2 separate regions of the Danio rerio genome follow, and region 2 is linked to region 1. The links are chromatin contacts, called in public HiChIP or PLAC-seq maps. All regions are on one chromosome and are shown on one strand. Each heading gives the region's core, a stretch centred on a gene start, on an enhancer-like site or on the middle of the called end of the contact. The rest is flanking DNA. Distances are from core to core; before and after follow the strand shown. Region 1 holds the start of celf3a (cugbp, Elav-like family member 3a). Region 2 holds the start of rprd2a (regulation of nuclear pre-mRNA domain containing 2a).

What was found. HiChIP or PLAC-seq counts read pairs in DNA pulled down with a chosen protein or histone mark.
Region 2: a contact with region 1 is called in an H3K4me3 HiChIP or PLAC-seq map of gastrula embryo, with 2.4 times the contacts expected there. The contact joins the promoter of rprd2a here to the promoter of celf3a in region 1. A contact is called at or near these places in 2 of 18 Hi-C or Micro-C datasets (caudal fin and an unstated tissue) and 2 of 4 datasets of contacts at active chromatin or transcription factors (embryo and gastrula embryo).

The regions. Positions count from the first base shown.
Region 1 is chr19:9,936,110-9,942,341 of GRCz12tu, forward strand. celf3a (cugbp, Elav-like family member 3a) reads right to left here and starts at 4,691. Exons shown (of 14, transcript NM_131494.2): 1 at 4,615-4,691; 2 at 1,308-1,584; 3 at 894-976. The coding sequence starts at 1,452.
Region 2 is chr19:9,984,542-9,990,773 of GRCz12tu, forward strand. rprd2a (regulation of nuclear pre-mRNA domain containing 2a) reads right to left here and starts at 2,239. Exons shown (of 10, transcript NM_199922.1): 1 at 2,029-2,239. The coding sequence starts at 2,221. It overlaps ciarta (circadian associated repressor of transcription a), which reads right to left. Exons shown (of 6, transcript NM_001327898.1): 6 at 4,098-5,893. The coding sequence ends at 5,435.

The sequences.
Region 1 (6,232 bases), core at 3,441-5,940:
GATATTTGGCTAAAACTAGAACAAAACGTGGTTTACTTCGCTTGCACTTCAATTTCGTACATCACTCCACCAGGCTTCAATGTTATCCTACGTGACATACGGAGCAATAAAGCCATATATCCCTTCATTAGCCTACGTCTGGTGGGACCACAGTTGGCTGTTCAGATGCACCAGAAGCTTCTGTTTGGCCGCTTAGTCCACATCGTGTCTCTGCTTTTTACGACATTTCTCCTCTCGGAGCTTCCTCTAGCACAAATTAAACCCGCTTAAATAGAATTTGAGGGGAAGCGAAAGATTCCCTGTGGGTTTGGTTGCTCCAAGTCTAATCAACAGGAAGAAAGAAAGAAACATCACCATGAGAGCGCTGAGCGTATAGTATTAATTGCAAAACAGACCAAATGATCTCATCCCCCAGTTCAACACACTGACATCACACACAGCATTCGGCTCGTAATGACCACACGCATCTGGAGGATCTGGAAAAAGCAGGCGATTTAGGGATGGAAACATAAAAGTGATGAAAAGACGAGAGGTTTTGGATTTACAGGTTGCCCGTCAAGGCGCTGGCGCGGCAGATGGCCTAACAGCTAATCAACGACTTCAGAGAGCGACAAGATCGCGGATGCCTTCAAGGATTGTGCCCTCCTACATACCTAATTAAAGTCTGTTCAGTCAACACACATTTCCACAGATCCTGTTTCCTGAACCATATAATGTGTTGTTTCCATTTTTAGAAACAAACTCGTGCTCGTCTGTCCGGTTAGATTTAAAAGATGCATCCTATATGCGAGGTCTACTATATATAGGCAAACTGGAAATGTTTGTCTGGCTTACTAAATCTATTTTTCACCCAGCCCGTCTCTGCGTTGGTTTTATTAACAGCGACAACTCACCCCTGGCAATGTCTTCTGCTCGTGCAGTGCATTCTGGGCCTTCAAGGCTGACTCCCTCGCACAGTATGTCAAGAAGGCACATCCTGAAGAGGGAACAAGAATACAACGTGGGATGTATAAAAAATGAAGCAGACCCAGACAGACCATGAATATCAAGCAGTGTTTTGCGGACATCACAAGTGTGACTAAGAAATGTTGAACAAATTCTCCAAGAATACATTCGATTTTCTCTTAAAACCAAAGATGCTGTGGCAAAACTAAAGGTTAAAGAGTCTACGCGACGCTCTAAGAGCAAGACCTCACAAGAGACGTTTCTCTTAAGATATGAAAAGGAAACTCATCTAGCACCATTAGTCTCCCATCTCCCCTTGAGACTGTCCGCTCAATAGAGCCGCGTCAATCTCGTTTAATTACCTTTGTGCATTCCCGTGTACTTGTCCTTGATCACCGTAAGCTCGTAGATCTTCCCGAACTGCTCAAAGATGGGCTTCAGGTCCTTCTCCTCCAGATTCCGTGGGATCTGGCCAATAAAGAGCTTGATGGCGTCGGCCTCCTTCATTAGGACAGTTTCCTAAGGGGACGGAGCGACAGCTGCGCCCGGGGTTTCAGCACTGGAGAGCGGCTCAGCGGTGGGGGAAGAGTTGCGATGTTAAACACGGGTCCCGATGGAAAGGTCTGAACCGTGACAGCTCTGAGTAGAAGAACAGATAGCGCTTTTTAAAAAAAAGCTATACTCGCTGACACTTCATAATAACTTCCATTAACAAGATTTGTGTTTGTAAAAGGACCTGAGGTGCTTGTAAAGCAGCCAAAGATATGTGTTAAAGACTTTCATGAGGGTGTTTTATTAAAGGAATTTGGTAATTCGGTTCACAGCACGGCTAGCCACACTTGAACTGGAATGCTTTGCAAAAAAAGCTTTTTATTTTGTGATAAAAATAAATACAAGTATTTCAGTTCCCCTAATGTAATCAATTAGTTGACATAAAGGGATGTTTTAGTTATCAATTAAGACATTTTTGTTAATTAAAATGATCTAAAATTAACACTCCAGAACCACCATCTTGAAATCTAGATTGTAAACAGGGAATTAAAATAAAATGAATTTTCTGCTCCACTTAAAAACAATAGGTACTTACATTTACATTTCACATTTACATATGCTAAATGACTAAATGTAAATGTCTGCAATAGCTACTTAAGAATGAAAGACGAAAAAAGATGAAAAAATGGTCAAAATATTTTTGGTGAACTATCCCTTTAAGAACGAAAGGCCAGTCACAATTTACTATGCAAATTAATCATGAAAGTGTTGCTGAATTAATTGTATTACATAGTGGAGGATAATAAATGTCATGCTATCACTGAAACGTCCAACACATAGTACAATTCTTCATAGATCATAAGACATTAAGTGACGTTTTATTTCTCAAACAAGCCTTTTTTTGTTAATTAAAATGATCTAAAATGAACTTTATGGGCTTCTTTTTCAACTGAATATTAAAATAAAATAGATTTTCTGATCCACTTTAAAGCAACAGTTACTTAATATAGCCTTAAGAACCAAGACGAATGAAAATGGTGAAAATATTTTGGGTGAACTATCCCTTTAAGAACCAAAGGCCAATGACAATTCAATATGCAAATTAAAGGGTAACACTTTACAATAAGGTTCATTAGTTAACGCATTTACTAACATGAACTAATCATGAACAACACATGTAGAGCATTTATAAATCATAATTGACCATTTACTAATGCATAATTAACATCCAAGTCCATCTTGTTAACATTAGTTAATGCACCATGTTAACATGAACTTACAATGAACTCCTGTATTTTCATTAACTAACGTTAACTAATATGAACAAATACAGTGGTTAATCCATTGTTCATTGTTTGCTCATGTTAGGAAATGCATTAATTAACATTAACTAATGAACCTTATTGTAAAGTGTGACCAATTAAAGTGAGAAAAGAATAGCTGAAATAATTGTTTAACATTGTTGAGGATAATAAAGACGTCAATACAGCTCATGCTATCACTCAAATGTCACACACATAATTCGATTCTTCGTAGATCATATGACATAAAGTGAGGTTTTAGTTCTCAAACAAGCCATTTTTGTTTATTAAAACAATCCAATATGAACTTTTTGGGCTTCTTTTTCCACAGAATATTAAAATAAAATGGATTTTCTGCTCCACTTTAAAGCAACAGCTACTTAATATAGCCTTAGGAACCAAAGAAAAATATTTTTGGGTGAACTATCCTCTTAAGAATGAAAGGCTAATCACAATTTAATATACAAATTAAAGCATGAAAAGAGTTCCTAAATTAATTGTTTAACACAGTGATGTCAATACAGCTTTGTCATGCTATCACCGAAACACAATTCTTTGTAGACCATATAAACAAACATTTTTGTTTGTATGTGAAATGTAGCTAAAAAAGTGAACAGGGCATTGTTTGTTTTGTCAATTTACACATGATAACGATCAAGTTATACAGCTATAGGCTACTGTTGCTCTTTCTGCTTGTTAGAACATCAAATATGCACTGTATTCATTCATTAATCTAACATTTTCTTCCCTTTAACATCCTCAACACCCTTTTCTAAATCAAAACACAACGTTCGGCGTTGCTATACTTCAAGAACGCAAGACCAGATCACAATTTAATATGCAAATTTATGCAAGGAGGACCACCAATCGCCGTTCGGTTCGCCAGAATTACAATCTCCTGTGTCTGAATGGCAAACATTCTCACACAATGGGAGACCTTACGTTTCTTTACACGAATACAATTTAATAAACACCTTAAACTAAATTAATAAGCTAAAAACACATCGTGAATGGAAGCTCTGATTGGGTAAAGCTGAATTAATGGCATGATATGAGGAAGAACAATAATGATTACAGTGGTGCTTTGAAATGTCAAACTTCACAGCAGATCTGTAGCGTATATCGTCAAATAGCATGTCTATATAATTGTATAGATCTATAAATAGCCTATTAATGACACGTTTTAAATTCTATAAATATTTCTATTTTAAGATATAACATAGGACAAAAACACTATGTAGGAGGTTATTCAATTGCAATATTAGAACAAAGAAACTTGTGTTGCGAGCTCTGGCAACAGAACACATTATAAGTGAACGCAATGAAATGCAATGCATATAAATATTGACGTATATCCCCCATTGCTTCTTTGTTTAATCCACACTGGAGGCTCAGGCGTATGTGGCTCTTTGTCACGACACTAACTGCACATACGCACATACATGCGAGAGAACAAAAACATGCGAGTGCACATGCAACTTCACGCCTTTAAATCGAAAAGAAGTTTAATCAGATCCTCCGAGCTATGTGTGCAAGGGCGACATTTGCTCTCGTTTCCTTCCCTCTCTCTCTCCATCTCTCAGTCTATCTCTCTCTTTAGTTAATCCCATGGGGATGTTTGTTTATTTGCTGTCTTTCAGCCTGGTTGTAGAATATGGTGTGCTTTTTATTCTACGTGCACAAGTAAATGGAGCCGATGGAGAGCGAACGGTTTGGACGCGAACCGCTGTGCGTTCAACTAAATCCGTGCATCTGTCACCCTTGAATCGCCTTGGGTTTTTTTGTCTCCCCGTGCCCTCTCAAATATCTCCTGTTGACTAGAATGCATGCATGGATCAATACGAGCACAGATGCGAGTCAAATGCATTTCACTCACGTTTTGATGCAGAGGCAAAGGAAAGAAGATGCTGTGTAATTCTGTCGGCTGTATTCACGGTGTTGACACTCCGTATAACCCGTAGCTTTTGACGTCGAAAGCCGGTGTCCCCCTCCTGTCCATCTCCTGTCCTCCCTCGGGGTGTGGAAACCGTGATGCTTACTCGGATTAAGGGAGCGTCGATATTTTCCTCTCACTAAAGTCGCTACTTCTTTTGGAGGGGGAGGCTGTCAAACAGGAACAGCTGTCCTTTTCATTTCACAGTCATACTATGCCATCTTTATTGCTCTTCATGAAGTCTTTATATCTTGAGACTTACGCTTCATAATGCATTTATTTTAATATCGCATTAAGGCAAAACTAATTAAGCTTATTATACATTGTTTTACTATATACTGCTGGATAATGGGATGCACAGCTAGTGTTTTTCAGCCTACGATGAACTTCCGGTTAGAGCTTTGTGTGACTATTTTCAATTTCATACGGTTCCTTTGATGTTGTAATGTAGTTCAAATACAATCAGTTAAATAGACGCAAGCATCCACTTGGTTTTTTACTCGTAAAAAGAGAGGAAAGACCATTTAAATGCAGGCACCGTCGTTTGCAGCAGGCTATCGCAGAAATTCCATTGAAAGAACTGGGGTAAAATTAATTTCCATATTTGAAAGACATAGCGTGGAAAATTTTTATTTATTGCAGGTCTTCTTGTTTGGTTTGATAACCACTTTATACCGTATCTCAGCCAGGCAGTGAAGATAAAGGTTTTTTCTTTATAGAAATCTGATTTTATATGGGATGACGATTAACCGGAAGTACAGGGGCTGGCTAACTGAAATTAAAAGTCTGTGTGCATATACCCCATTTAAGTATTATAACCTTAGATAGTGATATTCGATGGCATGTTTTATTGGAGAAAAAATAGTCATAAATAATAAAAAAAAAAATTACAACAAAAAAAAAGTAATTTGTCCATTTGCATAAAATAAATAAATTGATATCAAACACTCTACCACAAACAATTCATTAATTATTAATCAATTATATTAATATCAACAAAACATTTTTTTCCTGAAAAACCATAGGCCAGAAGAAATATAAATCATAAAATTAGTATATCTTTTTTATTTATAAAATAAAGCTCGCAATTGTATTACTGTTGGTGACACCATGGCTCAGTGGTTAGCACTGTTGCCTCACAGCAACAAGGGAGCTGGTTTAAGTCCTGGCTGGACCGGTTGGCATTTCTGTGTAGAGTTTGCATGTTCTCCCCATGTTTGCGTGGGTTTGCTCTGGGTGCTCCGGTTTCCTTCACAGTCAAAAGACATGGGCTATAGGTGAATTGAATAAACTAAATTAGCCAGTGTATCTGTGACTGAGTGTGCATGGGTGTTTCCCAGTACTGGGTTGCGACTGGAATTAGGGGCATCTACTGCATACAACATATGTCGAAAATGTTGGCAGTTCATTCCACAGTGGCGACATCAGAAATAGAAACTAAGCCAAAGGAAAATGAATGAAACATTTTTATTTCTGAAGAACCATAAGCCAGAAGAAATATGAATAAATGAAAATAGTACATCTTTATTTTTACATATGAATAAAGCTCATAATTGTAATC
Region 2 (6,232 bases), core at 989-3,488, 46 kb after region 1:
GCAATAAAAAAACGACCACGAGCATTTTGCACGCCTTGCGTTTTAACCACCTGCTGCGACTCGCATTTTTGCCATTGCACGATGTGCGTGTGCGCTCAACTTTAAGTGGAAAAAGCGTGTTACATTAGTCGCATCTGTTTCATTCTCCAATCAAATCAAAGCAGAGGCGGGGGTTTCTGTTGAGGTGACAGCAGTGTTTGGGTTGTCAAGGCAAATACAGAGACTTTTGAAGATAAAGGAGAGACTTGTGGTTGCTGTTTTGAGTTATCCAGTGCTGTACGACTCACAAAACTTGAATTTCACAATATTATGAATTATTAAAATTATACCAATATCAACAGCAACACTTAAACACAATACCCAACTGACTCAGTCGTTGCCTAGCAACATAAAAAGCACACCGGACTTCTTTTTTTCTCGTCAACAAAAAAGGCAGCATGGTGCACCTTACATTTTGAACGTAAAAACGCGTTCTGTGTGATCAGCCTCTAAATGCCTTAACCATTAGTGTTATTATTTTATTGATAACCTCTAGAACTGTCAAGAGCGTCTGTGCTTCGCGTCTCGCGCCTTTAAACTCCACCAAACGTTCACTGCATGTCACAGCATTTGTCTTCTGAGGCGCAAATAATTTATTAAATAAGAAAAAGATTCATGCAGCTTCTCCTTCCTCAATAAATGACATTTTTACTTTTTATTTTTGGTGCCAGTTAATCAGGAAGTGATGATTTTGTTCTCTTTGACTCATTGGATGGAAACAGTGCTTTATTCGCACGTCTTTCATGCGATAATCCAGTTTTGCGCATAAAGTTATTTCTCGTACTTGGATGGAAACATAGCTAGTGAGGTAAAGTTGGTTCTATATTAACACATTTATTCATTTTAGGACAGTGACAACTTGTGATACGCTTACTATACTGTTTATTATATAACTTTAAATATTCGGTCTGAAATCGCAGGTAAGTATGACACTATTTAATTGGCTGTAAATAATGGTGTACCTCAATAGTCATCAGCTGCTAATACAATTTCAATATTTAGAACATTCAAAGAATACTTTTCTGAAATTATATTATTAGAAAGAATGTCTGAAAGTGTGAATATAAAACCAACTTTACACCAATCTAACATTCACCCGATCCAGAACTCCCCATTATTGACACCAGATACATTGTCCTTACTAAGACATTCCAATGTTTAGGTCAAAAATGTGATTAATCCTAAACATCCCAATTTGCTCAAAAATGCACCCCAAAAATTATGCACTTAAATCACATGTGCTCAGGACTCCTAAAATACAACCGAGCTGAACCAGAAATTCTCACATTTAGTAAAAAAAAATAAATAATAATAATAATAATAATAATAATAATAATAATAATAAAGTGGTTTATGCCAATTTGTCCAAAACACTTTACAACTCAAAAAGGTTGCAGTCAAATAGCAACCAAGCTCCCTAAAAATACACCTGTCCTAACTCCGCACATTTGACACAAAATCCAATTTCCCCCTAAAAAACTGCTGACCCCAATCAAACACCCAAAATATGCCTACAAATTCTAAAATACATCAAAACTTAGAAAACCCAAAAGTTACTTTACCAAAACCTCCTGCTTACCCTGAACACCAGTTTGCCAAGAAATACCCCCCCCCCCCCTCCTAAAAAAAACTGAACTCCTGATACTCTTCCCCAAAATGCCAAAGCCAAGTCATATTGACAATTTCTAAAAGACCTACTACCCCTGAACGCTAATGTAACTAAAAAGCAAGTTTTCCAGGTTTTTAAACACGACCTATATGTCCTGACCTGATGGGGACAGATTAGCAGTTTGCTAACAATCAACAACAGTTGCCTAGAGCACTAAAGAACACAAACTAGACTTTCACAGTAACTCATGGGGTACTTTTTTGCACAAATACCACACAAGTCCTATTCTGAAGCCCAGTTGACGCAGATTTGAACAGGTAAACAAGACTTTTTTATCCATGCTGCGCTCAAATTAGCCGGCTAACATGCTAAATACTCACATTTGCGCAGCCACTTGATCCAGTATTTCACGATCACGCTGTGAAATTTCTTGTTCTCGATGCACCAGGTTGATAGTCCCTGAATGGATTCCATGGTGTTGGATACAGTTTGAAAACGACGGTCCAAAGTGGACTCCAAACGCGGCGATGAGCCACTGTTGTGGCCGCTAACGCCTGCACTGCCAGCCGCCATTTTCCAGGTCTTGTGGACGCGGTGCTGCCGCTTACAGGTTCATGTGAGGAAACTGCAACATGACTGAATTTCCAGGCTCCATTAGACCGTTTTACATTAACAACACTACGCACATGAATACCAGTGTATTTTCCCTACATATATGCTTGTTTACTGTCTGTGGTCTGAAATCACAAAAACAATAAAAATGTTAAAACTTAATATTAAACATAATTTTTGTCTAATTTGAGTAAATATGAAAAAAATAAACACTCACTGGCCACTTTATCAGGTTTTACTAACGCACATTTCTAATCAGCCAATCACATGGCAGCAACCCAATGCATTTTAGGCATGTGGACAACATGGTCAAGACCATCTGCTGCAGTTTAAACCGATCATCAGTAATGGTGAAGAAAGGGGATTTAAGTGATTTTGAACGTGTCATGGTTGTTGGTGCCAATTGGACTGGTCTGAGTATTTCAGAAACTGCTGATCTACTGGGATTTTTACGCTTGACTATCTCTAGGGTTTACAGAGAATGGTCTGAAAAAGAGAAAACATCTCAGTTCTGTGGGAGCAAATGCCTTGTTGAGGTCAGAGGAGAATGGTCAGACTGGTTCCAGCTGAGAGAAATGCAACAGTAACTCAAATAACCACTCGTTACAACCGAGATATGCAGAAGAGCATCTCTGAACGCACAACACATCCAACCTTGAGGCGGATGGGCTACAGCAGCAGAAGACCACACCGGGTGCCACTCCTGTAAGAACAGGAAACTGAGGCTACAATTCACACAGGCTCACCAAAATTGGACAATAGAAGATTGGAAAAATGTTGCCTGGTCTGATGAGTCTCAATTTCTGCTGCAACACTCAGATGGCAGGGTCAGAATTTTGCATCAACATCATGTAAGAATTGATCCATCCCGCCTTTTATAATTGGTTCAGGCTGGTGGTGGTGTTGTAATGATGAGGGGGATATTTTCTTGGCACACTTTGGGCCTATTAGTATCAATTGAGCATTGTGTCAACGCCACAGCCTACCTGAGTAAAGCGCATATCATCCAAGGTTTCTTATTTCAATAGAGCACCTTTGGGATGTGGTAGAACAGGAGATTCACATCATGGATGTGCAGCTGACAAATCTGCAGCAACTTCGTGATGCTATCATATCAATATGGACCAAAATCTCTGAGGAATATTTCCAGTACCTTGTTGAATCTATGCCCTATAAGATTAAGGCAGTTCTGAAGGCAAAAGCGGCTACTAGTAAGGTGTACCTAACAAAGTGGCCGGTGAGTGTATATTTATATTGTTTAAAACATGAAACCTGCAGGCAACCAATAGGGGTCAGTCACGGACAGGGGAAACCAGCAAGCACACTTGCTAACCAACTCTCATATTAATAGCTAATAAAGCAAACATTTTACATATTTCATGAATATATTTAAGTTAATGGATAAAAATATGATGAAATTCAACTACACAAATAAATGCATGTTTAAAACTGAAGGCATATGTTTTAACAGCTACCTATATATACCTAAAATAGCTTTGAATTGCAAATGAGGTTAGAAGTACAGGTAATGCTTTATTTCAACAAGGACTTAATTTAGTAATGATGTAATAGTGAAGGCGTGTATGATGTATATATACAAAGAATTGTGTGATACTGAAAAGTGGAGGAATGCCTCCTAAAGTTTACACAATGAAATATTATCTTAAAATACATTGAATAAGAAAACAATTATTATTTTAAGTTGCAAAAACCCTATTAACTACTACATATTTATTTATATATTTACCATTTATATATTTATTATTTTTTTGTTTATTACATCAATGTTGAAGCCTAAAAAAGAAAGAGAAATAGAAAAAACCAAGGACAAATGAAATATAAGAAATTTTCTCAACATTTAATGATATCAAAAAGTGGAGCATGTTGAAAAACATTTCAGCAACCTGGACAAAAAAACGTTTATAAAATAAGAAATGACGTACAAGAGAAAATGGGCTTGAAAATATGAATACAGAATAAGAATTGTGCTACAATGGCCGACTTTTCTGAAACAAATAAGAGTAATATTAATAATAATAAATCTTCAAAATGCTACCTCCACAACCGATGAAGCCATTTGGTGTCATTAAATGTTAAATCACAATACATATCTTCATACAGGCTTTTCCCTTATAGCACAATCTCCATTATGATTCCTCCAATATACTTAGATGTGTATTTTAACATGACAGTGACAACATGCTTTTCTCAGTCAACATACCAACACGGTTATTCCTCAATCCTCATGAAGCTACTACCAAATACTGCATCTCTAATGTCAGAATAAATTCTACTAATAAGTCTAGTCTTCCTCAGTGTGATCTTTACAGTGTGAGACACTCTGTATACTAATAATTCACTTTTATTTTGACATAATCATCAAATTCCGAATCAAAAAAAAAGTTTTTCGGGTGAGTACAAGCTAGCTGTGCAATCTATTAGATTTCAGTGACAAAATGAGCTATAATAATAACAACATGGAAGCGTAAGAAAATAATGTGCAAATGTTTTTGGCAAACGTTTATTTCCATAAACTGATAATTTGCTCTTGTAATTATAGAATACTTTACAATGCTCCTGGGACTATCCTCTTCGCCTCGTAATAAATATACAACACTGAGCTATCATAACCCATGGCCCACCTTATATGGCCTCTTCGAAAGGTCGTTCGTTTTAAGGCTGCTTAAGTGATTTCAGTATCTTCAAGTAATGACGCAATAAATAAAAAATATCCGCCCGATAGAATGTACTTCTGTTTCATCCGATGTTAAAAAGTGGTTCTCAGTTCAAGTCGAAGGACATTAAGGTAGATTGCGATCGCAGTCGTGTTTTCTGGATGTTTTATTAAACCGTCGATATCTGACGCCCCGTGTTTGTAAAGTGGCAGATATCGTTGGAAGCCTGTGTCATTCTGAAAGGCAGTGCAGCAGTGTTTCATAGCTGTCCCTATGTTGCGCGTTTTAAGACACTTTTCTGACCTTTGAAAACTTTCGTAAAGATATAAGACAAATTGTTATGCTGTATTGTTTATATGAAAGCATGTATGTTGTACATAAATGCGGCAGAATGTAAAGTCAGACTAACTGAATAAAAGCCTTCTGAAAAAAAAAAAATTGAGTTCCCAATATCGATAGGCTGGAGGAAAAATACAAACAAAAAATTGACGGCAAACTGTTATGTGCGTAACGTTTCTGTGCGATGCGATTTACGAATAACCTGTTTTTTTGGTCCTTCTGCTTTTACGGATTCATTCCCACTGTCCGTTAAGTCAGAAGTGGGAGTTGTGGATGACACTGAACAGTCCTGTGTGCCTAAAACGCTGCCCCCTGTGGCCGCCGGCGGTATTACAAGCGGAGGTGGTCTTCCTATTGCAGTCCCAAGGGTTTCCTTTACGGAGATTGTCTTTTCCGTAATGAGCAGGTGGGCGTTTTCGACAAGTTTGGATTCTGATGTCTTTTTGTTTTTTGTGTGTGTGCAGATCGCACTGTCGTCGTCGAGTTCGCTTGATGTGTGCTCAGAGCTGCTGAGCCATGAGCTGGTGTCGCTGGGACTCGACCCTCGATCGTCCTCTAGGAAACGTTTGCTGCTTGAAGATCCTTGCGAGTCGGAGTCGGACCAACTTAATCTGCGCTTCTGCAAAAGGAAACATGATGCAATTTAGAGCAAGACACTGCAGGTAGTGAGAAAGAAAAAGAAACCTTTTTATCCATACACACACACACACACACACTTATTTAACAGCACACATTTAACAAATAATATAGGTATACATAAAATATTGTATATAGTAATCTACACTGTACTAATTTTTGTCAAATTATATATTTTTATTCGCTATTCAGTCCTTATTTTATTTGATTATTATTATAGATTCCTTTATTATCAGTGTTTAATAAACATGCTGTATCTGGCAACAAAGCTCTTTATGATTTTGGGAATTAGATTTTTAGATTTAGAAATGAAAACCTGAAA